Linked DNA regions of Sus scrofa: region 1 is linked to region 2. Evidence: chromatin contacts called from public Hi-C data. All regions are on one chromosome and are shown on one strand. Each heading gives the region's core, a stretch centred on a gene start, on an enhancer-like site or on the middle of the called end of the contact. The rest is flanking DNA. Distances are from core to core; before and after follow the strand shown. Region 1 overlaps LOC106509522 (a long non-coding RNA gene). Region 2 overlaps LOC106509522 (a long non-coding RNA gene).

Evidence for each region. Hi-C and Micro-C count contacts between places; a contact is called where the count stands out from the background.
Region 1: a Hi-C map of liver shows a contact between it and region 2, with 3 times the contacts expected there. The contact joins two enhancer-like sites. A contact is called at or near these places in 1 of 5 promoter capture datasets (liver) and 6 of 47 Hi-C or Micro-C datasets (embryonic fibroblasts, liver and skeletal muscle).

Annotation. Positions count from the first base shown.
Region 1 is chr2:117,124,072-117,129,539 of Sscrofa11.1, reverse strand. All of the region lies in intron 3 of LOC106509522 (a long non-coding RNA gene), which reads left to right. Among named protein-coding and RNA genes, the nearest start is that of EPB41L4A, 110 kb to the left of the region's middle. Within about 2 kb of position 3,434, at least 9 of the 83 cell types and tissues checked have an H3K27ac peak or open chromatin away from gene starts, as enhancers often do. A contact at or near this core is called in liver, where this site is marked.
Region 2 is chr2:117,044,498-117,050,135 of Sscrofa11.1, reverse strand. The region is part of intron 5 of LOC106509522 (a long non-coding RNA gene); the gene reads left to right. Among named protein-coding and RNA genes, the nearest start is that of APC, 62 kb to the right of the region's middle. Within about 2 kb of position 2,520, at least 3 of the 83 cell types and tissues checked have an H3K27ac peak or open chromatin away from gene starts, as enhancers often do. A contact at or near this core is called in liver, where this site is marked.

The DNA of each region.
Region 1 (5,468 bases), core at 2,185-4,684, 78 kb before region 2:
TCCATTCATGGAAGCAGTTGTACATGAGTCATCATTAAACCATTGGGAGCTTGGTATTGGCCACACTGAGAGTATTTACTTACACTATGGAAAAAGGAAAATACTAGAAATCAGGGCTTTTTCTCCTTCTTAGAGTTGGTTTACTAGCAAACCACTGCATGGAAGTCAGGGAATTTCTGAGAATGAAGGAGACTATTTGGCAACATGAAATGCTGCCCAGAGGCCAAATGAGACAAGGACAGAAAAATATCTCTCATTTGTATGGCCACGACTACAGAGGTCACTGGTGATTCAGCAAGAGCAGTTTCAGTGGAGAGGTGGACGTGCAAGCCTGCACTGGAGTGAAAATCGAGGTGAAGAAAGAAGACACCAAGTACAGGCAACTCTTCCGTCAATTCTGCTGGAAGGGGAGGCATGAAATCAATAAGTTGGTAATTTGGGATGAAGGAAGGAGAATGAGTTTTAAGACGAGTAATAGAAAGGAGTTCCTGGGAGTTCCTGTTGTTGCTCAGCAGGTTAAGAACCTGACTGGTATCCATGAGGATGTGGATTCGATCCCTGGACTCACCAAGTGGGTTAAGGATCCTTCATTGCTGTGAGCTGTGGTATAGGTCAAAGACACGGCTCGGATCCCACATTGCTGTGGCTGTGGTGTAGGCTGGCAGCTCCAGCTCCGATGTGACCCCTGGCCCGGGGACCTTCTATGTGCTGCAGGTGCAGCCCTAAAAATTAAAATTAAAATTAAAATTAAAAAAAGTAAGGCATTCCTGCTGTGGCACATTGGGTGAAGAATCCAACTGCAGTAGTTCAGGTTGGCTTGGGGTCAGTCTGTGGCCTGGAAACTTCCATATGTGGCATGTGCAACCGTAAAAACATTTTTTTAAAGATGAGTAATAGTAAAACCAACATGGACAGTGGTACAATTTCCCTGGGGAGAATGTCTAAGAAAGAGGGAAAAGACTAGTGCATTGTTCTTGAGACTGTTTCTCAAGCACACACAGAGGGACTCTTGTTTGGTAGGAAGGACATTTTGTCCCTTAGACAAAGAGGCTTCCAAGCAGCATCTGTGATGGGTTGGTGCCCAGATACACAAGCCCTGCCAACTCCCTGCCCGTGCAAGTTTATTACCAACACCTTGACATTGTTAAGACAGGGTGCACACATATGCCTTGCTCTGGGACGTATAACCAATTACTAAATTTCTGCGTGTCCCCAGTTTCTCAAAGGAAGCTGGAACACATATCTAAAAATTCAGAATTCCAGCTGTGGGAACAAGGGAAGCTGCCAAAGAGTGTAGATATCCCAGGCAAATGAGCTTCCCCCTCAAAAGATGAGAGGTAATTATTGTCAAGATTTCACCGTCTGCCATTTCTAGATTACACTTGACTTCCAAAAAGTGCTAATGTTTGATTAATGCTTTCTTGCTTTTAGTAGCTTAGCTAAAAGCACAGCTTCTAGTGAACAGGTGGTACATGAATTGAAGCATTAAAGAAAGCAACTAAAAATGCTTGGGATGAAAAGGAGAAAGGCCTTTACAATATGGAAGGGATGATTACCTTAAATGTTTCAAAAAGGCAAGGACTGAGCTCTCATTCAGAGGAAGATACTCCAGCCCTGGTAGCAGTTTTCCACTGTCATAGAACTATTTTGCAGCTGTAGAGACACATGCCTTTGCTGAATCACACTCAAATGGTGTTCATAGAAAATAACCAGGCCTTTGGATAAAATGCCTGGTACCCTACCTGGGATGAACATTATCAGTTATTTGATGATGATGGTGATGATGATACTGTCGATGTCACTCATTCCTGACAATTCTCTTGTTGCTCCATCTTTATCTAAATGTGTGAGCATGACACGTGACTTGCCTTCTTTCCCAGCCCGCTGTCAGAGGTGAATTTTCCAGTGGCTAATAGCTATAACTTTCACATAAAAGATGAGTTCCTATTTGCAGCGCTGCTGGCTTTTAAGCGATGTCCATTCAAACATAAATGAAGACGTCTGTCTGTGAACATTGCAACCAGATTGATGTTTATTATAACATCTGCCCAATTGGCAGCTTTTTATATTTCACGTGCTATTTAAGTGCATCCGAGGGTTTTTAACTAGTGTTTGCAACTCAGCCACCTTGTTCTCAATAGTTATATACTGTTCGGGAATATTTTTCTCACCCTATTTGGAAAGGTGTCATAGGATACACTCCTTGGGAGTGACACCTGAGACTGAAATTCTTGTGTAAGCATTTTGTGGACAGAGTGAGAAAGTAATCCTGGGTAAAACCTGTAAGGGAGTGAGGGCAGCAGAATTGGGGAAGGGAAATTGTTAGGAAAAGATGTTGTTTCAGAAGACGTCTAGCCTCAGCCTCATCTCATGGGGAATTCTAGAGCCTGAATTGTCCCACAGTCTCCTCTGCCTGAGGCAACGGGGGTGAGCTTTATGGCACTCCCTATCAGTCAGTCATGGGTCACAGGCCATCCCCCCATGGAGGGGGCTCATAACCTCCCTGGCTTCTAGGGATAAGGGTGCTCCCAATGGCTAAGGACAGGTGCCAAAGAAAGAGGCAGCTGTGAGCTGCTTTGAGAAGCAGCAAATGGAGTGGGTTGGGAGCCTAGCCTAGAGAAATAAGATCTGGGTAGGATACCTGTAGGATCTGCCCCTGAGGACAAATGGCAGTGATGATTCCAATTCTAGACCATCACCCAGGAGCTGATCCAGCTGGGAATGTGAGCTTCCCTAAGCCATGCCATGTGGATCACTGTTGGTGGTTTTTGTTTTGTTTTGTTTTTGTTGTCTTCTTAGGGCTGAACCCATGGCATGTGGAGGTTCCCAGGCTAGGGGTCCAATCGGAACTGCAGCTGCCAGCATATGCCACAGCCACAGTATTGCCAGATCTGAGCAACATCTGCAACCTATAACACAGCTCACTGCAAGGTCAGATCCTTAACCCACTGATCGAAGATAGAGATCCAACCGGCATCCTCATGGATACTAGTCAGATTTGTTTCTGCTGAGCCATGACAGGAACTCCTGTTAGCAGTTCTTGAATGCTCGATCATGGGACTTCTCCATAATGAGACTAGAACTGCCAAGTGATACCAGTTCATCCAAGACCTAAAATTACAGAGATGTTCGGCCCATAAACTTACTGTTTCTGTTCCCCTAGTAACGATTGTGAAATATTTTTGAGGACACTCCAGGTAGAAAAAAAACACATCCAGTGCACAATTCTTTTTCTAGAAATGCTTATATTTCACAACATTTGATGCTGTTAGGAATTGTTCATGTAAGATAATAAGGATGACATCATGATATGTGCCTAGCTGTCTCTTACAGAAGTTAAGTCTCACAGGGCAAAACCCTGGTTAGTATTGTCAGGAAAGGCACAGGGCAATTTACTAGGTACATGATATTATATTGTCAGGAGAAAAAAAGTGTATCATGTGCTCTGTTTTCAGTGACCAAAGGTTACTTGAGTCACCCATTCCCCGAGGTTAGCAAGGGAGCTTCAGGTGAGCAAATAACACAAATCAATACTTAGCTCCTGCCACACAATAATCACAGAGTGAGACTTCCTGCAGATTTCGAAGTTCCTATTCTAGCTACTACTGAAAATGCTTTCTCAAGCCATGGATCTCATGACCTTGAAAGTCCATTATGAAATTTCTTGTTCATGGTCATTGCTCCTGGCCAGGTAGAACTAGGACACTAAATGCAGGCCCTGAATTCACAAGTTTGGTCACCTGTTTAGTTGCTGAGTAGTGGAATTTCCGGGCAGGATACTGTACACTGAGGAGGAAACTTGGGGCAGGAACATTGAGGTGAATTCAAGGTTGAGGAAAGAGAGTGTTTTGTCTTGTGACCAAAAGGGATACTCTCATAAGACAGGAATCAAGGTGGGTTCCAAAGAGAACAAATGGTGAGAGACGTGATTGGGTGCCTACAGAAATGACAGAAGTCATCCCATGGAAGCATATGGAAGGCAGGAACCCAAGAACTGTGTCACTTTTTAAAAAAAATTTTTACTTTAATTGATTTACAGTGTTTCTGTCATTTCTACTGTACAGAAATTGTTTTTTCTTTTTCTCATAGTATCTTCTATTTCTCATATTGTCTTCTATCATGTTCTATCACAAGTGATTGGATATAGTTCCCTGTGCTATACAATAGCACCTCATTTCTTATCCATTCTAAATGTAATAGTTTGCATCTACTAACCCCAAAACTCCAGTCCATCCCACTCCCTCCCCCTTGGCAACCACAAGTCTGTTCTCCATGTCTGTGAGTCTATTTCTGTTCCGTAGATAGGCTCATCTGTGCCATATTTTATATCCCACAGGTAAGCAATATTATATGGTATTTGTCTTTCTCTTTCTGGCTTATTTCACTTAGTATGAGAATCTCTATTTGCATCCATGTTGCTGCAAATGAAATTATTTGTCATTTTTTATGGCTGAATAATATTCCATTGTGTATATGTAGTTCATCTTCTCAATCCATTCATCTGTCAATGGACATTTGTGTTGTTTCCATGTCTTGGCTATTGTGAATAGTGCTGCAGTGAAGAAGGTGCATGTATCTTTTTGAATGAAAGTTTTGTCGGGATATATGCCATATCACTTATTTTTCTTAAAACTCCCAAATGCCCTTCTCTGCACATGGAGGAGAAATGCCTAACTAAGCTGGAAGCTCTTTGGCATATTTTATTTTTCCATTGTCTTCCTGATGGAAAAGGGCCTACTAAGTACAAGTTTAATTAATATTATGTTGTTATTAATGTTCTGCAGGCCAATTAATTTTAACTTATTCAGATTTAAATAGGGGGTGTTAAATGGGCACCCGTGTGAAAGGATAGCTTTTTGAGAAGTGCTATGTTTATAAATCGCCTCAAGAAGCCTTTAAGTTTCTAAATTCCCACACTTTTAATTAAATGATTCAGTGAGAAAATTTTGTTTCCTGGCTTCTCTACAGACCCACATTTCTCAGTTTTTTGTAGGTAAATGTTGCAGCTCTGTGGGTGCTAACCTACTGCTCTTTCCACATTGATGGAAATAGCAGGGTGATAAATACTGATGCCCAGTAGTAAGCTTAAGACTCCTGAAAATTTTGGTAAAATTCAGATTTCTAAAAACACCCTAGAGATGATCAGTTATTAGGTCTACGGTGGGGCTCAAGAATCTCATTCATAAGAAGCACTTGGGGAAGGTTGCCACTGTGGCTCAGCAGGTTAAGAACCTGACATTGGGTCCATCAGGACGCGGGTTTGATCCCTGGCCTCGCTCAGTAGGTTAAGGACCCGGCATTGCCACAAGCCGCAACATAGGTTGCAGATATGGCTTGGATCCAGTGTTACTGTAACTGTGGTGTAGGCCTGAGGCTGAAGCTCTGATTAGACCCCTAGCCTAGGGTGTGGCCGTAAAAAAAAAAAAAAAAAAAAAAAAAGGAGAAGCATTTGGGTAGGGTAGTTCAGT
Region 2 (5,638 bases), core at 1,271-3,770:
ATAGATCATAGACATAAATGTACCACCTATAAACTATAAAACTTTATGATGAAATCATAGGAGAATGATTTTGTGAACTTGGATTAGGTAAGGTTTCTTAGATACAACAACAAAAACTTGCTTTATTAAAAAAAAAAAACCTGATAATTTGGACTTCAAAATTTGAAACTTCTCTTTAAAAGACATGCTAAAATGAAAATACAAGCTACAGCCTGAGAGAAAATATTTGTGGAATGCTTATCAATTGAAAGACTTGGATCCAGAATATGTAAAGAATTCTCTAAACTCCATTAAAAAAAAAAATGCCACTATCACCTATTAGAAAGACCCAAATCTGGATCTCCAACAGCACCAAATGTTGGCAAGGATGTAGAGCAATGGGAACTCTTACTCATTGCCGAGGGGAATACAAAATAGAAAATAAATTTGTGGTTACCGAAGGGGAAAAGGGAGGGGAGGGATAAATTAGGAGTTTGGGGTGAAAATATACATACTACTATAAATCAAATAAATAATTAGCAAGGGCCTACTGTATAGCATAGGGAATTATATTCAATATCTTATAATAACCTATAATGAGAAAGAACTTAAAAAAGAATATGCATATATATCCTGATATCTGAATCACTTTATTGTACACCTGACACTAACACAACATTGTAAATCAACTATATTTCAATAAAAAAATTTTAAATGCATGTACCATTTTGGTGAGTGACACTGATAATGGGGAAAGCTATTCATGTATGGGGCATTCTGGGGATATGTGGAAAATCTCTGTGCCTTCCTGTCAGTTTTGTTGTGAACCTAAATCTGTTCCCCCCAAAAGTCTTTAAGCAAATAAGTAAACAAACAAGTAGAATTTTTCACAATCATTCTACACTGAAAACAACCAGTGGTACGGTATCCTGCAATCTGTATACTGCAAAAAAAGAAATGAACTACTGGGAGTTCCCATTGTGGCACAGGAGAAGTGAATCCGACTAGTATCCATGAGGATGTGGGTTCAACCCCTGGCTGGGATCAGGGATCCATCGTTGCCGTGAGCTGTGATGTAGGTTGAAGACAGGACTTGGATCCCGTGTTTCTGCGGCTGTGGTGTGGGCTGGCAGCTGCAGCTTGGATTCGACCCCTAGCCTGGGAACTTCCATATGCCATGGGTGTGGCCTTAAAAAGAAAAAAAGAGGAGTTCCCATTGTGGCGCAGCAGAAACGAACCTGACTAGGAACCATGAGGTTGTGGGTTCGATCCCTGACTTCGTTCAGTGGGTTAAAGATCCGCTGTTGCCATGAGCTGTGGTGTAGGTTGCAGACTCGCTCGTAGTCTGTGTTGCTTTGACTGTGGCGTAGGCCGGCGGCTACAGCTCCGATTAGACCCCTAGGTGCATCCCTAAAAAAAAAAAGAAAAAGAAAAAAAGAAAAGAGAGGAAAAGAACTGGATTTCCCTTCTTGGCTTACCGGTTAACGAACAAGACTAGGATCCAGGGGGGTGTGGGTTCTATCCCTGGCCTTCCTCAGTGGGGTGAGGATCCGGCATTGCCATGAGCTGCGGTGTAGTCACAGACACGGCTCGGATCCCGCATTGCTGTGGCTGTGGTGTAGGCCAATCCGACCCCTAGCCTGGGATCTTCCATATACCCAGGGTGCAGCCCTAAAAAGCAAAAAGAAAAAAGAAAAAGAAAAGAACTGCTGATACATGCAACAACATGAGGGACTCTCTAGAACATTAAGCTAAGTGAGAGTAGCTAGACTCAAAATGCTGCATACTGTATGAGTCCTTCTAAATGACATTCTGGAAAACAAAACAAGAGGCACAGGAAACATTGGTGGTTACCAGCAGCTGGAGATACTCAAGTGTATTTGGGGGTATGATGGAAAAGTTCTGTATCTTGGTTGCAGTGGTAATTACATGACTATATGTACTTGTCAAAACTCTTAGAACTATACAGTGAATTTTACTGTGTATAAATTATACCTCAAATTTTTTTCTTTTTTGCATTTTTTTTTCTTATGGCTGCACCTATGGCATATGGAAGTTCCCAGGCTAGGGGTCGAATCACAGCTACAGCTGATAGCCCACACCATAGCCACCGCAACTCGGGATCCGAGCCGCATCCGCAACCTACACCACAGCTCACAGCAATTCTGGATCCTTACCCTGAGCAAGGCCAGAGATTGAACCCGCATCCTCATGGATACTAGTCGGGTTTGTTAACCAATGAGCCATGAAGGGAATGCCTATACCTCAATTTTTTAAATGTTAGTAACAAAAAAGAAAGAAAAACCTAAAACAACTTCTGACCCAGAGTCAGTGTGATTACTGTTGATGGATTACTGACTCCTGGCTCCTTAGCTCTCCCCCACACATTAGCTAATCCCACACATGTTTGTGACTCCAGGTCACTAGGGTTGTGTAATGGTTTGTCTCCTTTCTGGTAGACAGCCATTGGCTGAAGATGAAACACAAGACAGTGAAAACTTTTTCTTCCTCCCTTTTCTGCTATCCCTCCAGCTCTTTTCTTTCACTTCTTTTTCCTATTTATTTATCAGTCTGTGCTTAGCTGAAAGGGATCTGCTGGACACTATGGTGAATGGGGCAAAGGGTAGAACTTGCTTTGATCAATAATGTATTAATAAATGATTAACAACTGGTGCTCTGAAACACACACACACATGCACAGATTTATTTTAAATTCTACTGATATAAAGAGCATTGAACATATACTTTCTAAATAATAATAAATTGTACATTATCCTTTAGTGTGACTTCCATATAGCCAATTGATTCCTATCGAATGCTTCACTGATTTTTGTTGAACTTTTGTATCCGTAACCAATATCCCATTGTAAATAACAAACAAGTGTGTATTGACAAGAATTTTGGCTGATGTTTTCATTGACATTAACGGTTAAGATAAAAGTGAAACATGAAGATATGTGTTGGAACTTGACTCATTCATCAGTGACATGATTGACTTGGATGAATTGGATAATAGTTTGTGAATACTGGAGGAATAGTTCTTTGAACTTTGTGCTATTGACAATGTAGCGGTTATAGACATGACATATTTTTAATTTAATCTATAGTATTAACATTTTTTTCTTCCTCTTTTTTTTTGTCTTTTTAGGGCCACACCCACGGCATATGGAGGTTCCCGGCTAGAGGTCATATTGGAGCTGTAGCCGCTGGCCTACACCACAGCCACAGCAATGCCAGATCCAGGCTGCATCTGCAACCTACACCACAGCTCACTGCCACAGTGGATCCTTAGCCCACTGAACAAGGCCAGGGATGGAACCCGCATCCTCATGGATACTAGTCAGATGCGTTTCCACTGAACCACAACAGTACACCAGTATTTACATTTTCTCCATCACTATACAGTCAACAAAACACTAAATATAGAGCCCACATTTGGAGTATTCTTCTCTTTCCATAGTTTAAATACGCTCACCCTGGACAATTCCAAACTACCAGTTGCAGTCACAGGACGCAGAGTTACAAAGAGATGTGCCCCAGCAACCATTACCTCCTGTTCTACTGTGCAGATATAGTAGATGGAAATAGCTTCAGCAACATAGGCAATAGCAAGATTGCCTATGTAAAATGATTGAAAATGATGAGTTTTGAGTATTTATGACCTTTTCTTGGAATATAATTCATTTAATCAAAAGTTTACATTGTTTAATTTTTTAATAATGAACATGTTCAAGAACCAGTTCACAAAATTCCTGACATTTAACTGTCAGTTCTCCAGCACTTGTTTGAGTGGGCTCCAGCTTGTTAACGATCCAAGTGCAAGGCTATGAACCCCTCCCCCACAACAAATTCTGGAGCAGCAGTTGCAGCACAAAGGGAAAGTGGGTGCAAACATATGGTGTTTCCCTGAGCCCCACTATCCTCAATATGCTGCCGGGACTGCTTTAGCCTTATGGGTTTTTTCCCGGAGCTATTCAGACTGGTGATCAGGGCTAAAATGTCAGTGTCATCAACTACACCTCAAACTGTATGAGGAAATGGATGTGGATTTCAATGGAATAAATGGTTTGATGTTCATTATTAAATTTCATTCATTAAAATATTCCTTTGTTGTTAGGATTTATTGTTGAGGGGAAGAATGTTATTCTGAAATTCCTTTCATTTTTAAAGTCAAATCTGGAAAAGATAGTCATCAAAATGTGAAAAATTACCTTGGATGGTGAGATTTTTTTTTTTCCTTCTTACAATTCTCTATAGTTTACAAATTTTCTACAATAAATACATAACACTATGTATGGTACTATGAAAAAAAGTGAGACAGATCTTTGGTAAATTGATATTTAAAACTGCATCAATGTTATGCTTTCAAAGACCAAAAGAATAAATAGCATTTTTGGTAAAAGAATGCCCTGGGAAAAAGACATTACTATGTTTAGTTTCTTTTAAAAGCCAGATGTCCAGGAATTGGATATGGCTAATTATCAATTTCTACCCAGACGGAGTGTTTTCTTTTTCTCTCGCATTAGATGGAAAGCATACTACTTTGTTATATTCAATCACTTTAGTTGGAAATCTTTAAGGAATAGGAGGAGTTTAGGAAAAGGGCATTTTATTCTATCATAAACGAAAAGTTGCAGCAGATACAAACAATAGAAGAAAAAGAGTTAAAATGTGTAATTGGTTGTGTGAGGAAGATACTTAAGCCTGTTCTTTGACCAGTTGCAGCAGTATTAGAAATTGAATTTACAGTAGAAAATTGACAGAACACTGTAAACCAGCTACAATGGAAAAAAATAAAAATCATTAAAAAAAATAAAAAGAGGAATTCCCATCATGGCTCAGTGATTAACGAATCTGACTAGGAACCATAAGGTTTCGGGTTCAATCCCTGGCCTTGCTCAGTGGGTTGGGGATCTGGCGTTGCTGTGGCTCTGGGGAAGGCTGGTGGCTACAACTCCGATTGGACCCCTGGCCTGGAAACCTCCATATGCCTCGGAAGCGGCCCTAGAAAAGGCAAATAGACTAAATAAATAAATAAATAAATAAAACATCAAATGTATCCATTCTCATGTCTGTCTCCCCATATTAATCTTTTGCTGTGTAACAAATTACTCTATGATTTAGCAGCTGAAAACAATAGCTATTATTTCACAGTTTCTATGTGTCAGGAAGTTAAGCATGGTTTATGTACTTGGCTATCTGAGGCTCAAGGTCTTAGATGAAGCTGTTAGCCAAGGCAGTAGTGTCTGAAAGCTTGACCAGGGGAGAATCCACTTCCAGGCTCACCCACATGATTGTAGGAAGGATTGCACTTCTTGTGAACTGTTGGAATAAGAACCTCAGCACATCTTTGGTTTTGGCTAGAGGCCTCCAGTTTCATGCCACATGGACCTCTCCATAGAGCTGCTCACAACATGGCAGCTGGCTTCCTTAGAGCGAACAAGCAAGAGAAACATCTAAGGTATTTGCTTCCTGTCCCTCACAATGCACTATTCTCCACTGCCAGGAGTCCAGTGTCTCAAAAAAATATCTATTTATTCATGTTTTTGTCCTGTTTGGGGTTGTTCAAAGCTTGAGGCTACACTGGTACTTGTTACTCCATCTTTTCCAGAAGTGGAAGTATCTGAAAATCTTTTATTAATAATCCTTATAATACTTA